Regions from separate parts of the Ovis aries genome. Here region 2 is linked to region 1. A link is a contact called in public Hi-C data. All regions are on one chromosome and are shown on one strand. The core of a region is the stretch at or near the end of the contact, and the rest is flanking DNA. Distances in the headings are between cores, read along the strand shown. Region 1 overlaps CORO1C (coronin 1C). Region 2 holds the start of ISCU (iron-sulfur cluster assembly enzyme).

What was found. A called contact is a pair of places that touch in the nucleus more often than the background predicts.
Region 2: a Hi-C map of blood shows a contact between it and region 1, with 5 times the contacts expected there. The contact joins the promoter of ISCU here to the enhancer-like site in region 1. A contact is called at or near these places in 6 of 16 Hi-C or Micro-C datasets (blood, skin fibroblasts and tail adipose tissue).

Annotation. Positions count from the first base shown.
Region 1 is chr17:64,453,299-64,456,004 of ARS-UI_Ramb_v3.0, reverse strand. CORO1C (coronin 1C) reads right to left here. Exons shown (of 11, transcript XM_060400805.1): 11 at 355-2,706. The coding sequence ends at 2,622. Among named protein-coding and RNA genes, the nearest start is that of SELPLG, 13 kb to the left of the region's middle. Within about 2 kb of position 1,309, at least 4 of the 54 cell types and tissues checked have an H3K27ac peak or open chromatin away from gene starts, as enhancers often do.
Region 2 is chr17:64,529,941-64,532,646 of ARS-UI_Ramb_v3.0, reverse strand. It overlaps ISCU (iron-sulfur cluster assembly enzyme), which reads left to right and starts at 1,353. Exons shown (of 5, transcript XM_027956661.2): 1 at 1,353-1,477. The coding sequence starts at 1,364.

The DNA of each region.
Region 1 (2,706 bases), core at 60-2,559:
TTTCCTAAGCCCTGATTCCCAGGGAATCAGCTCGTCACAGGAACTGTCGTGGCTGTGCAGAGGGCTCCTTGGGTGACCAGACACAGCTTCTATTTCCCCTGAACTCTCGTCCCTCCTTCACAATAAGGGGCTCAGCAAGACTAGGCAGTCTGCCCCAGATCCACCCCTGGGGAAGGCTAGAGATGGGTTCTGAACACCACTCCACCTCCAGAGCCAGGGGGCCCACTCATACATGCCCCATACTTACCCTCCGAGAAAGGGGGGGAGGTTCCACTGAGTCAGAGACACTGTGTCAGGGAGCAAGGCACTCGCTGCCTCAAAGACAGCGGACATGTGAAATAAACACAGACACTGTTTTGTAATCAATTTTTTTCTTTTATCTTTTAAAATGGAAGCAAGTGTTTCAACAGAATACGATGGCTGCTCTATAAGAGCCGATCTAGGAGTAATTCACTGGGTCTTCTCTCGGATAGCTTGGATTTAAAAAAAGAAAAAAGACAAAACAAGAAAAATAACCCACAGAGCGTCAAACACCAACTCTGAGCCTGGCGGGGAATCCGTTCATTAAATAAGCCATAAGCTACACACTCAGGTCAGAATAACCGGCTCCTGCCTCCTTGTCTCTCCAAACCATATTCCCAACAGTGTTTCACCACCAACAACAATTTTGCTCACTTAATTAACTGGGTATCAGAACCTTAGAACATTTCTGAATCTTAATAATGAAGGTCTTCAGCAGATTGTGTTGATAAAGAAACACATACAAGCTTGAATATAAACCACTGCAATTATTGTTTTCTTTATATCTCATTATCCACTTGAGTATTTAAAGCACACACGTACACACAAAACCACACCAAACATTCAAATACCCTGAAACTGTGGAGACAGCAATCCCAGGGTTGGCTAAGAACATGGTACCTTTTCTGCGTGGACACATGGACAGCTTGGACACATGTCCCACCCCACCGACGCCACGCTCTGCTTCAGCCTGGCCCCCTGCTCACAAACTATTCCAGCCAGTCCCGGCCCGGCCCCACACCCGCAGGCACACACCCAAGCGTCCCCGCCGTGGTCCCAAAGGCATGGCACGATTCCTATTCCATCACTCAGCTCTTCTAAAAGGGCTCCTTACACCTTTTTTTTTCTCAGGCATGTGCTCTGAGAAAATGGAAATGGAGAGGGGTTCCTGCTAACCCAGGAGCAGGGCAGGCCTGGAAGCTCAATGTCTGGCCCAGGACTAGGCAGCCTCTGGGTTTGGACCCAGCCTTGGAGGCGCTGCAGGGGGCACGGGTGAGTTTGTGTAGAGGGCGCACAGGGACAAACGACACCATCAAAGCTACAGCAGATGTCTGCTTCCTTCTTGGCCCTTTTCAGTCTCGGTATTCAACAGCACCCTCTGGCCGCAGCTTAGCAGAATGCAGTTAGGACCGAAACGCAAGCGGAGGGAAGCCCTGAGAGGGAGAGCTACTTACAGAAGGGAGAAAGGAAGGGCAGGAGCTGCAGGGATGCTGGCTAGGGGTGGGGGTGGGAAGCTGCCCAGTGCAGGACAGGCGGGAAAGCAGAGGACCACGCAGGGCGACACGCGGGGCGAACACTCCCCCCGGGTTCCCTGGTCTGTGTCCCGTCTAACCTTGGGTAAGCTGCTGAAATTGACAAGAAGGAACACTCCACAGCATCTGTGGCTCCTTGTCCTGGGCACCCTTGTCAAGTATTGACCAAAACCTGAAATATGACATCAAAAGGGATGAAGGCAATAGTTTCTATGTGTGTAACAAAACCGCAGAAACACATGCTAGTTTAGGTTAGATTATAATCATCTGAAGCACAGGATAACCAAGAAGCAAAATTCCATTCTGGTACAACCACCCAATTTTTAGAAAAGAGAAAGAAAATGATTCAATATGAGCCTTTTTTTCTTTTTGATCAGAAGACTCAATGGGAGGGGAAGGGTGGGAATACAAATCCACGTGATTTTTCAAGTCTTCCTTTTGTACAGTCATTAAGATGACCAGGTTTGTGCTGCAGAGAAGTCAGCACCGTGTGGCTACGGCTCTGTTCTCAGATGAATGTTTATACAAAATAATATCTTATCTTCATTTAGTTTATAAACATACACAGTGCTGTCCCTTTCAAATTAAAGAAAAAAAAAACCCACACACAAATACTGCAAAGTAGCAAAATATAAAGAAAAAAAAGCTACTTTTGGTTTTGGCAACATTAAAAAAAAAGAAATATAAAAAGCAATGTGGCATTGGTCCCTATTTGTAAAAAAAAAAAAAAAAGAAAGGAAAGAAAAGGTACTTGGGCAGGACACTGAATCAGAATTGGTTGGGTTTCTAAAATTCAGAATATCTGGGATTTTCAAAGTAGCACTTTTGTCTTTTAGAAGTTCACAAGTCACATAACACTTAAAACATCAAAAAAAGTTTTCTGGTAAAAAGCTCAGCTTTTAAATCACATTTTGTTTCTGCAAATTTGGGAGACGAATTGAGTTCTTACTGGAACGTGGCCTGTCGCTGGTCGACAGATCTGAAATGGAATGTCTCCAAAGGCAGTGCCTCCCTTCGCCCTCCCCGGGACCACGCCTTCCTGCTCCCATCTTGGGGGTGGGTGGACCTTCAAGCTGCTATCTTCGCCATCTGCTGTTCTAACTTGGAAATACGCTCGTCTTGATTGCAGATTGTGTCTTTTATAGATTTGATC
Region 2 (2,706 bases), core at 104-2,603, 77 kb before region 1:
CGCCAAAGACCCGCAGTAGTTGGAGCTGCCCGCGGCGCGCGCCTGGTCAAAATCCCGCCCGTCTGCCACCTGAAGAGAAACTATGCGCCTCGGATGACATGGAAATCTCGAAATACACGAGATTCATGTTATTTTATATACTTTCAGTAGCTCTTGTTCGAATAAAAAAGCTCACCAACAGGGCATGCGTTTCGGCACAACGTCGGACAGCAGTTGGGTCCTTAGGCAGGAAGTGGAAGCCATAGAGGCAGCCACTGAGTGAGCGTGATGGTTGTAGTTAAGGGTTTGGCGCCATCTTGAGAAGGTCAAAAATGATTCTTGGAATAAATATCTTACCACCTAGTCTGACCTGGCGCGTGAGTCAGTCTCCCCAGCAACTGAGCCTCAAACGCGCAAAAAAGTCTTAAGTCCTCAGGGAAGGATCGATTGCACCATTCATGAGAATAACTCATTTCCCAGAGATTCCTTCTCTTTATCTAATGCCTGGCGCCTAGCACTTAAATACACGTGAGTTTTGATTTTATAGGATCATATTCTGCAAACCAGTATCAATAAATTACATTAATAAATATTTACTTAGAATCTCTTCATTGCTATATCTTGTGATTTAATCTGTGCCAGTTTGCTTTTTAATAGAGACATAAACATATACAATTTTTAAAATCAGAGCAAAGTATTCTTTCCTTTAGTTAAGCTTCTCACTTTAGTGGTAGAAAAGCCTTGGTGGGTCTATTTATTGCCTTGCTCCCTCAGTAGCAAGCTTAATTGTGTCGTCTTGGGTTGTTTTCCCAAAGCACCCTGACAAAAAGTAGATACTCAACACAAGATTTGCTCAATGGATGAAGAACTGTCCTTGAATTAGTACAAAAAAGATCGAGGTTTACAATGACACTATGTTTCACTTAGCAGCACACAGCCAGTTAGGAGCAGAAATGGGATTCTAACTCAGGACTGTTCAAGTCAGAATCCCAACTGGGCCCCTCTGGGCAACCTAGGGCAAGTTACTAAACCGTTCTGATCCTCAAATTCCTAAGCTGCAAAATAGAGCCAAGAAGGGTGGACTGGTTGAGCCTCTGCGCCGAAATAGGCGGTGGGGCTTTGTCAACGCAAAGCTGGGTCCTGATTTCCTGCTCAAGGATCCTCAAGATTCAGAACCCAGCTCGGTGGACCAGCCCTCGAACGATTTCAAACCTTTAGGCTCCGCGCCGCGGGAACAAAACGGGGACACGTGAACGCAGCGGGAGGGCGCAGGCGCAAGGTCGCCGGTACTTTAGAGGGTGCGCGCTCCCAGCAGGGAGCCGACTCGCGCACGCGCCCCTCCCCTCGGCCGCGCGCTCCACCTGCGCAGGCGCAAGCCCTCAAGATGGCGGCGGCTGGAGCGGGCCGTCTGAGGCGGGCGGCGTCGGCCCTGTTGCTCCGGCCCCCGCGCCTGCCCGCCCGGGAGCTCTCAGCTCCCGCTCGGCTCTATCACAAGAAGGTAAGAGCGGCCCGGGGGTCCGCACCGGGCGGGGGGGCGGGCGGGAGTGCGAGGACCCCCCAGAGGACTTAGGGGTCCTAGCGGAAGCCCAGCCTAGTGGCCCTCCCCGCTCTGCGCGGCCCTGGAACCCCGACTGCAGCCCAGGGCCCTGGCCGCCCCCAGCCCTGGATGGAGGGGCCTTCCTCTCAAGAGGCCGCCTCGAATGGCTTTCCCTCGCTGCGCTGGGGCGACTAACCGCGCCTGAAACAGGAATGACAGCTCCCGCTAGCCTAGCGGCAGCTGCCCTCAATCTGAAACATCCATCCGGCCTTTAAGCCTCTCGGCTGCCCAGGAAGCAGGGTCCTGCTCTGTCCGGGCTAGCCGGACACACAGCGGCCGAGTGACCTTGGGCGAGTCACTGCCCCGCGCTCGTCAGATGGGGTCTGGGCAGCGCCCCCGGACGCGAGTGCATTGCCTGCGGAGTCCTGGGCAGGGCGCTTGGCACAGGGAGGCCGCTGAGGGTCGGTGTTACTGTTGCAGGAGCTCAGAGCCTCCGAGTGGACATGGACGTGTAACCAACAGTCGTCACGTTTTTGTGTTTGTTTTGGTTTGGTTTGGGGGTGGTGGGATGCTGTGAGTTAAGACAGGTTGGGTAGTTGGCAGCCACATGAGACGTGTCTCGCTTGGGAACCGGTTAAGTAAAAAAAGTGCGATAAATCAACCCCGGGGCAGAAAGTCGAAACTGGATATTATCTTACAGATCCTTGGACTTGGAAGTCAAAATCCGTGGTCGGATAGGTCGGGGGAAGGGGACTGGAAGTTCGGAATACTTAACGACTAACTGGGAAACAAACCGCAAGGTTTTTAAAGCCTCGCATGTGCCAGTTTGAATAGATGTCTACTCTGTTCTGGCTTCCACGCGTTTGCGCACAGACCTCACTCCCCGCGGACCCAGGGCTGTATATTGTTGACAGTACACGCGGAATGACCTGGCGCGCGCAGCCTTTCCGCCACCAGAGCGCGCTGCGGCACCGCAGATTTCAGGGCCCCGAAATACAGTCATGGTGGTTATTTATCACCACACACAAATGGCTGTATTCCATAGCCTTGTTCCTCCCGTAACAATCTCCATGAGGCTTCTGGGACCATACAGACGTGTAGGTTTTTGCATAGTAATCATTCTTTTGAGAATGGATTTTCTTCCGAAATTACACAGGTGCTGTTTGAGCCCAACTCTGTGACTTGGGTGG